Linked DNA regions of Zea mays: region 2 is linked to region 1. A link is a contact called in public Hi-C data. All regions are on one chromosome and are shown on one strand. The core of a region is the stretch at or near the end of the contact, and the rest is flanking DNA. Distances in the headings are between cores, read along the strand shown.

Evidence for each region. A called contact is a pair of places that touch in the nucleus more often than the background predicts.
Region 2: a Hi-C map of ear shows a contact between it and region 1, with 4 times the contacts expected there. The contact joins the promoter of LOC100384375 here to the promoter of LOC100274525 in region 1. A contact is called at or near these places in 5 of 25 Hi-C or Micro-C datasets (bundle sheath, ear, leaf and 1 more).

What each region holds. Positions count from the first base shown.
Region 1 is chr2:223,893,254-223,899,263 of Zm-B73-REFERENCE-NAM-5.0, reverse strand. LOC100274525 reads right to left here and starts at 3,640. Exons shown (of 3, transcript NM_001356981.1): 1 at 3,225-3,640; 2 at 814-1,637; 3 at 147-706. The coding sequence starts at 3,495. The coding sequence ends at 266.
Region 2 is chr2:224,081,691-224,087,700 of Zm-B73-REFERENCE-NAM-5.0, reverse strand. LOC100384375 reads left to right here and starts at 3,069. Exons shown (of 6, transcript NM_001176918.2): 1 at 3,069-3,872; 2 at 3,985-4,272; 3 at 4,974-5,114; 4 at 5,296-5,478; 5 at 5,782-5,948. The coding sequence starts at 3,219. The coding sequence ends at 5,892. LOC103647945 (probable apyrase 2) reads right to left here and starts at 817. Exons shown (of 9, transcript NM_001353419.1): 1 at 22-817. The coding sequence starts at 327.

The sequences.
Region 1 (6,010 bases), core at 2,391-4,890:
AACGACCACGACAACTACGCTAGCTACGCGCTGAGATCGATATCTCTCAATTATGATGAGTTCCTTCCTAACCCTGACTTCTGTCCACGCAAAAGGTGTCGTCGTTTTTCTTGACGAATCTCTGCCGAACGCCAGGAAACCTGATCGATTTTGTAATCGTTTTTATTCACGGAATCTCTGCCGAACTCAGGCTTCACGAAGTTTATACTATGGCAGATTATTTGACTACTGGGCCGAATTAAATACCCGGTCCAGTGAGGCCCATCTAGCTAGCACCCCTGGGCTCCACGTTGGTGAGCAGCAGCCGCACCCCGTGCTCGGGCTCCACGATGAGCCTGAGCGCCGGCGAGTGCACGTAGGCCGGCGACAGCGCGAGCCGGAACCTGGACAGCACGAGCGCCAGCAGGACCTTGAGCTCGGCCATGGCGAAGGCCTGGCCGAGGCAGGTGCGCGCGCCGGCGCCGAAGGGGAGGTACGCGTGCGGCTGCCGCTGCCGCTGGTGGTCGTCCGCGAACCGCCCCGGGTCGAACTCCCGCGCGTCGGCGCCCCACAGCTCCGGGTCCAGGTGCATAGTCGAGACGGGCACGTAGATGTTGACGCCCGCCGGCACGCGCACGCCGCCGAGGGTCACGTCGCGGAGCGCCTGCCTCGACACCACCGCGCCTGCCGGGTACAGCCGCAGCGTCTCCTGGATCACCATCGTCAGCTGCAAGAGTGCAACACTACACATGGTCAGTATACTGATAGGGGGGGTATTGTATGTGTGTGTGCGTTCGTGCTGCTGGCGTGTGTTATTACGTACGTACGTACGACCTTCTTCATCTTGTGCAGGGACGCGAAGTCGCCGCCGCCGCATGCCTGGCGCACCTCGTCGCGCACCAGGTCCTGCCACTCCGGGTGCAGCGCCAGGAGCATCATGCACCAGGCGGCGGTCACCGCCGTGGTCTCGTAGCCGGCGAAGTAGATGTTCTTGCAGTTGTCCACGACGAACTCCTCCACCGCCACGCGGTCGCCGCTGCAGCCACCGGAGGAAGAAGCGCTGCGGAGCATCGCGTTCAGTAGGTTCCTGTCGTCGTCCCCGCCCTCCCTGACGACGTCCAGCACCAGGTCCCTCACGACCCTGTTGAGCCTCCACGCCTCCCTGTTAGTCCTCGTCGGGAGGAAGCTGAGGCCGGTCATCTCCGCCAGCAGGTTGGGCTTGGACACCGCCTTCTGCAGCTCCCTGATCGCCGCGAAGATCCTCTTGCCCTTGACGTAGCTGCTGCCGAAGCACGTCCTGGAGATGACGTCGGCGGAGTAGGCCCTGATGTCGTCGTCGATCTTGAGCTCCACGCCTCCGCCGCCCGTCCTGTCCCCCCACGACGCCACCAGCGCCGTGGCCGAGCCGACCATGAGGTCCACCATGCCCTTCACCTTGTCCGGGAAGAACTCGGGCGCGATGAGCCTCCGCTGGTGCGCCCAGGCCTCGCCGCTGGACTTGAGGATGCCGTCGCCGAAGAGCGGCCGGTGCGTGACCTTCATGTAGGAGCTCTTGCCGAGGTCCAGCGACGACACGCTGAGGCAGAGGTCCCGGACCACGTCGGACCGGCTGGCGTGCAGGAACACCATGCTTCCGATGGAGTAGGTGAAGATGGGGCCTGCACGCGCAGATTATACTGGTTGCTTAACCATGCATATGCATGCTTGGAAACACAAGACGATGGAACCTGCATTCATGTGGCAGCAGACAGTTTGATTGTGTGGCAGACAACAGACTGTGTGTGAAAAGTGAAAAAAGAAAAGAAAAGCAGCAGAACAGAACTGAGCTGACAGCTGAACCGGCCTCTCATCCACAGCACTCCCACTCAAGTCATGGACGCGTGATGAATCGGCAGACCTTTTTGGCAATGCGACAAAGGAGAGGAGAGGACTTTGCGCGGCTGGGGCCGGCGCAGTCCGTCGACGGAGAGGAGGACCATCCAGAGGCGCCGAGGAGAGGACAGGCAGCGCCCTTTGTCGTTTGTGGGTGGGGCCGTGGGCGGACCGGATCTCCGGATGGATCAGATCAAATCTGCGTACCATGTCGGGTGAACTGCTCCAGGTTCACGCACAGGCAGGCAAGCCCCGCCGCCATCACCATAGGCAGCTAGGTATTGTTTGGTTCAAATATTTGTAACGTAATGGGTAAGTGATTACGTTAAATCATGTTTTTTTAGTCCAATCGTAATCAGATACCGTACTAAAATTTGATACCGGACTATTCAAACTTGTTACCGCCCGTAATCAAGTGTAAACCATTATCATTACCCTTTACGTTACATTTCGTGAACCAAACAGCACCTAGGCTATAGGAGGACGGTGACGATCCACCGCCGGCAATGCTCAATCACGATAGTATCTGCTTCTAAAATTATATAATTCATCTTATAGAATCTTCTGCTTACGGATTATTATAATCTAAATATCTAGATTATATAATTTACGTAATAATCTGTTTAACTTTTTTAAATAATCTGTTTAACTTTTTTAGCTGGATTATATAATTTACAGGGTAAATAAACATGGTCTAATAATCATTGCAATGGAATTGATTCGCGCCAGCTAGTTTTGGTAAAAAAAACACGGGTCAAAAGAAATAAGGACAAAGGGATGGGATTCTGATCGGAAAGAGAGCCAAGCGCTGGCTGGCTACCATTCATCTGATTTATTTAGGAGGAAAAGAAATCGCGTGCTAGCAGTTCAATCATTGTTTTTTCACTTGTTTGTTTTGGCCGGGGACGAGATTGTCATTTCGCGTGAAGCATATACCCATCTATCCTCGCTAGTAGATGGTGTAGCCAGAATATTTCCCACCACGCACTGTTCAATCAAAGTCCTTTATCCTACTGTTTTAACTATATGTGTAAACAAAATACCATCACCAAATCACCATTTGTATCTCGTAATAAGTTTACCATTATGATGCAATAATGATACTTATCACACGACAAAAATGGTAGAATAATAACGTATTTACTGTGTTAAGTTTTCGAATTAATATGCTAGCTAGCTATGGCAGTGCGTCCAATATATATATTTGTTTTCCAAAAAAGAAAAAAAACGTAGTAACCGACCGATCCCGATTGATCGCGCGCATTCAGAAGAGACGAACAAATCAAAGACAGTCATGGTGCTAGACCTAGGGATGATGATGATAAGTAAAAAAACAAGCAACACGCACGCACGCCTGCGATCGATCGTCGTACCGTACTCCTTCCTCCACCGCTCGTAGTGTGGGAACAGCGCCTGGCGGTAGTCGTGCACGACGCCGCCGCCGCCGCCGCGGTGCGCCGCGGTCGCCCGCCTCATGTCTGCGCGGTTGCCGTAGGGGAAGGAGGGGCGCGGGCCCGCGACGCCCTGCGCCCGCAGCGCGGCGCGCACCCGCCCGGGCGCCAGCCACAGCGCGTGGTACAGGTAGAGCGCCAGCGCGCAGCACAGGGCGGCGGCGGCGGCCGCCGCCATCTCCGTCGTCTCCATCGTCTCGCTCGGCGCGGGGGCGGTTGCGGTTGGCACTTGGCTTGGCAGACACCGTACCGCCGATCGATAGGGCTGGCTGTGCCTGTGGCGAGACGAGACGAAGACAAGACACGAGGAGATAAAGGAAGGGCAAGGATGGATCGGGCGACAAATTGCGTGCGTTTGAGGAGTGAGGCCCGACCGGAACGGACGTCGTCGCGGTCGCCAGTCGCCACACCAACGCTCGATATTCCCCTGTAGGTGGGCCCGCAGAGGCATGTGACGGCCGGACGGTTACGTGCACGTAAGCATGCATGTCTCGTTCGATCGACGCGCCGGCCGGACTAGGGTCGCCCATGTTGATGCTTGCCGCGCGCGGATCATCCGGTAACTGATTACTACGCGACAAACAAGCTAGTAGTACTACTGTGCTGTAATTGGGGTGCGGTGCATAAATAAAAAAATACGTTTGGATTCTTTTATATTTCAAATTGAAATCTGTCAAACAACTACGGTTAAGATTTTTTTAAAAAACATATATACTTTTGACTTTTTTCATATTTCTTTATTGGTTTTTTTTTAAACCGTCTTGGATGAAGAAACTACCAAAACAGAAAATTTATAGATCTACTAATAAAGTTTTGAGACGTTGTAGTCGATAGCTTTTTTATTTGATATTTTGTATAGATAAAAAATGCGTTTACTTTTTTTATATATTTTATATTCAATTTTATCAGACAACCAGGAGGGAAAAAAAACCCCACCAAAACCAAAGTTTGGACCGTCTGCGGCAGGAAAAGCACGGTCCTCTTGTAGCCCAACTTCAGCTGGGTGGTCCGTTCTGTGCAGGCCGTGGGGTCAATGCAACCCAGCATGATCCTCACACGTACACAGGCCGTGGGGTCAATGCCTCCTGCTACTATTCCTAAATTAATTAATGTAGGCAGTTGCAGTTTGCAGAGAGGCAAAATCGATAGAAGCGCTCCAGACCCAGGGGAACGACGACGTCGTCGACCTCCCGAGATGGGTGCACTCGGTGGTTGGGAGTAGTGGACGGCCGAGGTGTTCGACGTGGAGCTGATGAAGCACCAGAACATCGAGGAGGAGCTGGTGCAGATGCTGCAGGTAGCCATGGTGTGCACGGCGAAGTCGCCGGACCGGTGATCAGGATGGTCGAGGGGCTCCGCCAATCCACCTCGGAGAGCCGCGCGTCGTCTGATGCCTGTTTGGTTCAGCTTTTTTCTGACCAGTTTTTTTAAAAATCTGACTGTGAGAAGAATCTGACTGTAGAGAGAATTCGAGTATCATTACGATTACGTGTGGATGAAGATAAAGTTGTTCATATGGCTCAGGATTTAGAAAGTTATGGATTCCTACTATTACAACGACTCAACCGATTACGTGTTTATGTTGATTTTGGATAGTTTTTGCCCCTAACGAATTTTATAGAAGCTGACTGAAAAGCTGAGCGTTTGACAGTACGCAACAGTTTTTAGTGGTCAGAAGCTGAAACAAACAGCGCCGAGAAGTCCCGGAGTCGAACCATCCGTCATTGTAAACCTGCGCTAGCGGAGTTTGCTCGCTTCGTCGGTTGCGGCCAGCTGCAGCCCATTTGATTCGTTAGCTAATTTGTTTATGAATGTGTTCATGTAAACACTGGTTGCCATCTGGGTGCATTCAGCCTCAGATAGAAAGAACTGATCTTTCTCACGGTAAGTTTGAACCCATTTTTAGCTAAAATTTAGTTATTTTTTTGTCTCTAAAGAAGTGTTTGGAACCAAATTGAGCCTTGCGGACGGTAGGGCCCTAGGGCCGCACGGTCCGCGCGTGCGCAGAGCATATTAGGGTTCCAAGTTTTGTGTTACGGTTGTTAGCTAAAATCACGGGAAAAGCTTGGAAATTAGTTTGTAAAGGGTCCAGCCCCCTCATCTATAAATAGAGAGGTATACGGCCGATTTGTAATCATCATCAATCGAATCAATACAACTTCTATTCGCATTTATTTCCAGTACAATTAGAAGTGGTTCTAGTCTAGTTCTAGTTTAGCCTCTCGATCCCCAAATTATCCGCTTCTCTTCGACTCTACGTCGATTAGAAGAGTCTAGGTCGGTCGGTCCGAGCCTAAACAACTCTTAGGATCTCTCCTCCCCGACGGGGTCCCTCCCGAGAGCGAGATCCAGGCGCCGCCGGCGATCTTCCGCCGCCCCTGCGTACGCGCGGACCGTCCGGCCGTCAGGCAGGAGCCCTAGCCTTGCACCAGGCCGCGGACCGTCCGGCCCCTGCGCGCGGACCGTCCGCTCTTGTGCAGAGAGCACCGCCACGCCTCGCACCAAGCCGCAGACCGGCCCCTGCGCGCGGACCGTTCGCCCCTGTGCAGAGGGCACCGCCCACGGTTCTTATTGAGTGTTTGACGCTCCAAAAAGGCGTCAACATACTTTTTGGCAACTCCGCGGGGACAACACATATAGACCTATCAAATCGGCCCTCAATGGCTGGTTCAAAGGATAGCTCTGAAGTTTCCACAAGCAATATCATC
Region 2 (6,010 bases), core at 1,820-4,319, 190 kb before region 1:
CCGGCGCGGGGCATAGCGTACCTGGACGAAGAGCTCGATCTCGCTGCCAATGTGGACGAGATCCAGGTTGGCGTCGAAGCGGAAGACGTGGACGCGGCTGCCGGAGCTCCCGGCGTCGAAGATGACGGCGTACTTGTCGGCCCCGGGCGGGCCGGACCTCCTGGCGCCGGCCGTGGCGCCGGCGGGCGAGCGCGGCATGAGGAGGAGCACGAGGGAGACGAGCGCGAGCGGGGCGAGGACGACGAGCAAGACGCCCCGGTAGCGGTGCGCGCGGTCGGCCAGCGTCTCCTGGCGGCCGCCGTTGGGCAGCGCGGAGTAGCGGCGCATCTTGGGGTCGGCGGGGAGGAGCAGGAGGTCCGGGGACGAGGGCGTGCGGTAGCGGACGCCGCGGCCGCCGCTTGCGGGGGCCGGGGGAGACTGCGACGGCGACGGGTTGGCCGCCTCCTGCTGCGCGGGATCCAGCGCTCCGCGTCGGGGCGCGCGGCGCGCGCGTCGGTGGTGGATCTGCTGCGACTGCGTCGTGGCGTGGGGGACGGTCGGAAGACGCGGCAGGCAACGTTTATGGCGTACGCGCGGCGCGGGTACTTTGAGTTGACCTCGCTCGGGTTTGGAAATTGGGATCGCGTGGCGTGGGCAAAGGGAAGCGCGGCGGACGGAACACGGAAGTGCGAGCCGCCTCAGGATCTGCCGCGGGCGGACAAGGCACAGGGGTCAGGGGAGATGCAGCGCGAGGAGGCGAGGGCCGGATGGAAAGTGCTCTGCCTGCCGAAGCCGATGCCGAACCACCCCCGGCTGGCTGTGGCGTGGTGTGTGGAAACCGGCGGCTTTGGAATGCGACGGCGTTTTTATACTGGCCCTGACCGCGCTGCGACGGTGCGTGCTGCTCCTGCTGCTGCCCGCCCCGATTTCGCCGTGCTGGCGCCGGTGGCTTCCGCCTTCTGGGAGGCGCGCATCGTGTTGAATTGAAGGAGACCTGGGTTCGCTTTCAGAGTTTGGCCGGCGCTCCCGGGCTGGAAGGGCTGCGGCTGGCTGGCGTGGAACGAATACGAAGCCCGGGACTGGGACTCCGTCGGTCTCCATGCTGGCTGGGTCCACGCCGCGTGTTTTTTGAATCATCCTTTCGATGAAGTCTAGCTCATGTTGGCATCCCATAACCACACAAATGTGCACCCCATTGCTGCAGTCCACATGCCAAAGCACAGAGTAAGACAATTAATTACTTCTGCATGCATCTGAATGTCCATGCTTATCAGCTCGAGCACCCGTGTCCTTAGCAATGAGAATTTGGAGCCAGACTTTACTGGATAACCACTGAACTTGCAATGAATGACAGAGCACTTGCATCTGAACTTGCATGAGCTTCCCTGCTAGCGTCGAAGAGAGAAATTGAGCTTGCAATAGTATCCAAGAAGCACTCGAAGCTGCTCCAGAGCATCCTTGTGGAGAAATAAACCAACAGACCCAACTGATGACATTCTGACCTGTGCTTCTTCGAGTTTTTTTTAACATTCTAAGGCCCTGTTTAGCTAAACAGAGCTAATAAACTAATTGTTAGCTACCAATTAGTTGGAGGTCGGGATCTCTACCTTTAATTTTTAGCACTAACTATTAGCTCTAAACACGGTCTAACAACACAACTAAAAATAATTTGTCTATTAGTATTTCTGTATAAATGCACAAGGCTCTAAAAAACGGAGCGTAATGGGCGGAGCAGCGTGACCACAAATTCCATCAGCGACATCGCATTTGTTGGCCCGCTAGCAAACTGTCCGGGATCACCACGCGGCCCACAACGAGAACCCAGAACTCCCCCTGCGAGCTGATCCCCAGGCCCAAACCGTGCGCTCCAGATTCCTTGATTTTACGTCAAGGGTCAACCTCCCCAACTTCCCGGATCTCCACACGTGGCAACAGGGCACGTGCCACGTGGTGCCGTCACAAGATTTTGACTTTGACGGCCGGATCGAAGCCTCCAAGACAATCAAAGTGTGTGGGTGGGTGGGGACTATATAATCCTTTTCTTACCAAAATCTTATGAACCCCCTCGTTGCCATAAAAAAATTTATAGGTTCATTTGGTTGTCATTCCTTTGGAAATTCTAATCTCTTTGTTGACATCCAGAGCCCGGCGATCCTAGGCACATGCTCAGGCTCGCTGCAGTCTTATGTTTCTACTATTGTAGAACATGCTTCAAAACACACAATTTAATTTGTTTAATTAAATTTGCCTTGGCTCAATGAAATTTGCCTAGGCTACGATCGAGCTCTGGTTCGCTACCGTTTGTTGCCATCGGCGTTGTTCATGTAGAGTCCCTTCGAGAGAACAAAAAAACACTGGCACAAAATATTTATTAAGACTCCACATTTTTTGAAAAGGTTTTAATTTTCTCAAGAAAAAATAGTTTATTTTTCTCTAGCGAAATAGAAATCATTTGGAAAAAAAATGAAGTTCTCAAACTAGCTCTTATATAGGATTAACTCCGTAGACACTATCCATAACCAAATTTAACAACTTTTTATAGTTTAAGTTAACATTATGTTTATAGTTTAAGTTAACATTATGTTTAGACAATTTATTTCGCTAGGCTAATTGAGTCCTAGTTTAATTTATTATTACATTTTTTATATACTTGTTTTTTTATCTATGGGAGGTCTTATACGATTTTTATGGACTAATTTTTAATCCCTCCATTTAAATTTCTAAATTTAAATTGCTAAATACAGAATTTATTTTAGCTTCTGTATTTAATAATTTAGTGTCTAAAATGAATAAAATAAAGTGATTAAAAGTTAGTTTCTAGAAATCAAACGTCATATAAGACAAGAAAATGTCGCCATCCAAAGTAGTGAATCTTTCGATATCAAACGTGATCCATGTTCAAGTGATGTGAACTATTATTGACCTGATAAAACTCTCAAGAAAACTATTGTTTGGTTTGAGCGTGAAATTTTTGATAGCGCAAAATTATGGACGCACGATGCCGATCCCACAGCGCAATAATGGAAGTGGCAGGCGTGGCGGTGGCCTCCGTCCTCTTCCTACGCCTCTCGCTCTCACGTCACCATCACCCCCAAGTGGCGCGAGGTTAACATGCCACCAGCCGGTAGCCCGATACAGCCGCCGCCTCCTCCTGCAGCTGCCCCTCCGGCCTCCACTCCCCAGCTCCCCCCTCCCTCCCTACCCTCCTCCTCGTCACCCACCAACCCCCGCAACCAACAATGGCGCCCGCCGCTGCCACCGGCGACTACCTAGACGACGACGAGTTCGACGACTACAACCCGCACCCCTACGCGGGCGGATACGACATCACCGCCACCTACGGCTCGCCTCGCCCGCCCTCCCTCGCCACCTGCTACCCCGTCGCCTCTCCCGCCGCGACGCCTGCACCCACCGCCCCGCAGGTGCCGCGGCCTCCGCTCCCTCAGACGCCCGCACCCGCTCCGGCGCCAGCGCCACAGCCCCCTAAGCCGAGCTCGCCACCGGCCCCGGCCCCGGCCCCCGCGGCGGAGCCGTACTACTGGCCCAAGCCGTACGACTACGGGGACGCGCCGCGTCACCTGCCCATGTACCCCACGCCGGAGGTGTTCCGCGGCTGGCCGTTCCTGCCGCCGCCGCCGGGGCCGCACTGCCGCTCCACGTGCGCCCGCGTCCGCGCCCGTGACTACTGGAGGCAGTGCATGCGGGGGCTGGACTACCTCTTCGGCCACTCCGACGGCTACGGGGAGCGCCACATCGGAGTCGACTCCCTCGGGGTCCCCGTCTACGCCAACCGGAAGGGGGGCGTCGAGGACTCCGTCGCAGTCGAGGTGGCGCCGCCGGCCGTCGGGACTGTCCAGTGGCACGACGCCGGCGAACTGCAGTTTCAGAACAACGTGAGCAGAAGCACGCCGTGCCGTTCTGGTTTTTTCCTCAATTCTCTCCAGTGCTGTGCTACCATCGTTACTGACGGATGGGGGGTCCCCCTTGTTTGTTGTTTGGAAGCAGAGATCGTCTTGGTATGGTGACACCGAAGAGGAAACACATTCTTATGAGCAACCTACATACACTTCATACGATCGATCTTATGAGCAACCTACCTATACTTCGTATGATCGATCTTATGAACAGCCTACCTACACTTCATATGATCGATCTTATGAACAGCCTTCCTACACTTCATATGATCGATCTTATGAACAGCCCTACAGTTTTCACGCTGTTCCCGATGAGACTACCTGGTTTCCTAATCAGACCTACCAGGATGTCTACAAAGAGGAGGAACCACAATTCCAGGTGATTATCTCAATTTTGCTAACGTGGGAGCTTAACTCAATTTTGCGCCACTGCATTCAGTCTAATCTTGCTTTCCAGTTATGTGAAATACAATTGTTTAATTTATACGTCAGTGAACGAGTTAACTATGTGTGTGTCAGTTCTGTATATAACAAATCAATTTTACATCTGTTCCACCTCATGGCTAGTTTGGGAGCAAGGGAGGCTAAACCCAGGGAGGGAAACCCTCCCACATATAACTAAATGCAGGGGCATGGCAACTTAGAATGTAGAGGATGCATATGCACCCACGAAAATTTGCAAAATCAGTGATTACGATCAAATTTTCACCATATATGCACCACCTATAAATCATTAGTATGCACTCGTAACGCATCTGCACCCTCCCCTAATTCACTCTAGCTTCGCCACTGACTAAATGTCTTATTCAAATGTCACTTCCAAGGATTGCTCACCCTAGGAAATGAGGGGGATCCCAAGGGGATTTTGGTTTCCAAATTAGCCCTCATGTTATTTGTGCTATCTTTAATTGGAAAGTGTGGCTTGCCTTTGCCTCATAAAGAAAAGAGTTTTATCTGTAGCAAGAAGCGGCAAAATAAACATAACCATTCTTTATGTTCTATGACCAACTACCTTTGAATCTTTCGAACTGATGCATCATGTTTTCTGTCCTTCTAATAATTGTTAAATATTACATACAGGAATTCTTCTCGTATGATGAAGACAATAAAATTTCGTCTCAACCTATTTTTAGCTACAATCAGCATTTTGGTGAACAATCACTGCATATTCATGTTGAGCCTCCAGAAACAGTTTCTTCTCACAAGCTGGAGTACTATGAGGTTTATCACTGATCTGACTGCTCATTGCTTTGTGTTTCACTTGGTTTTAAGGAACATACTTTCCTGGATTATATTTATTGATAAATTATATGCTTCTTCAGGAGAGTATATATCTGTAACACATCTCGTGTTTAACAGTCCTCATTATTCGGAACTAAGTTATATTTTGGTCCTGGTGTAGAATTTCTCGATGTACAACAACCAAAATGATGGTGATAATCTGGAGAGTTCAAGACAATCATATGAGACACAGTCCTATGTGCACATGCCTTACGATCAACTTGAACCTTATAGGCCTTCATGGTCTCTGAATTCAGGATACTATCAGGCCTGCACAGAAGGGATAACTCCAGAATATGACAATGTAAGTTAGATAACTTCATGGGTTTTGCCCCACTATGGATATTTTTAAAAATTTCATGACTAAATTTAATTTGTGTGTGTTGGGGGGGGGGGGGGGGGTGAATAGTTTGTGTGATTTATGTATGCTATCATTTTAAATCATTCTGTGTTAAAGCATCCAAACATTATTTCTATCTTATCTGTGCTGTTACTGATATGTTTTTTAGCTTTCCCCGTTTTTGATGCTCACTGTTCACTTAAATTATTAATTATTGCATTTGGTCTGTCTATGGAATCTAATTATTCTTTGATCACTTTACTACAGCATACACTGGCATCTGATGAAAACTGGGATATGTCAAGCTTATTTATGTCTCCATTCTATCCTCAAGAAACACGATCTTATGAGCAGTCTCATGGTGATGAAAATGTCTAAATTGGAAGAGCAACTGGAACATGCTTTCTGAAGATAATCATCAGATAGCTAAATTGGTATGCACAACAATGTGTGTGTGTTTTCTATGGTTTATTGCTATATGAATCTGGATCAGCAT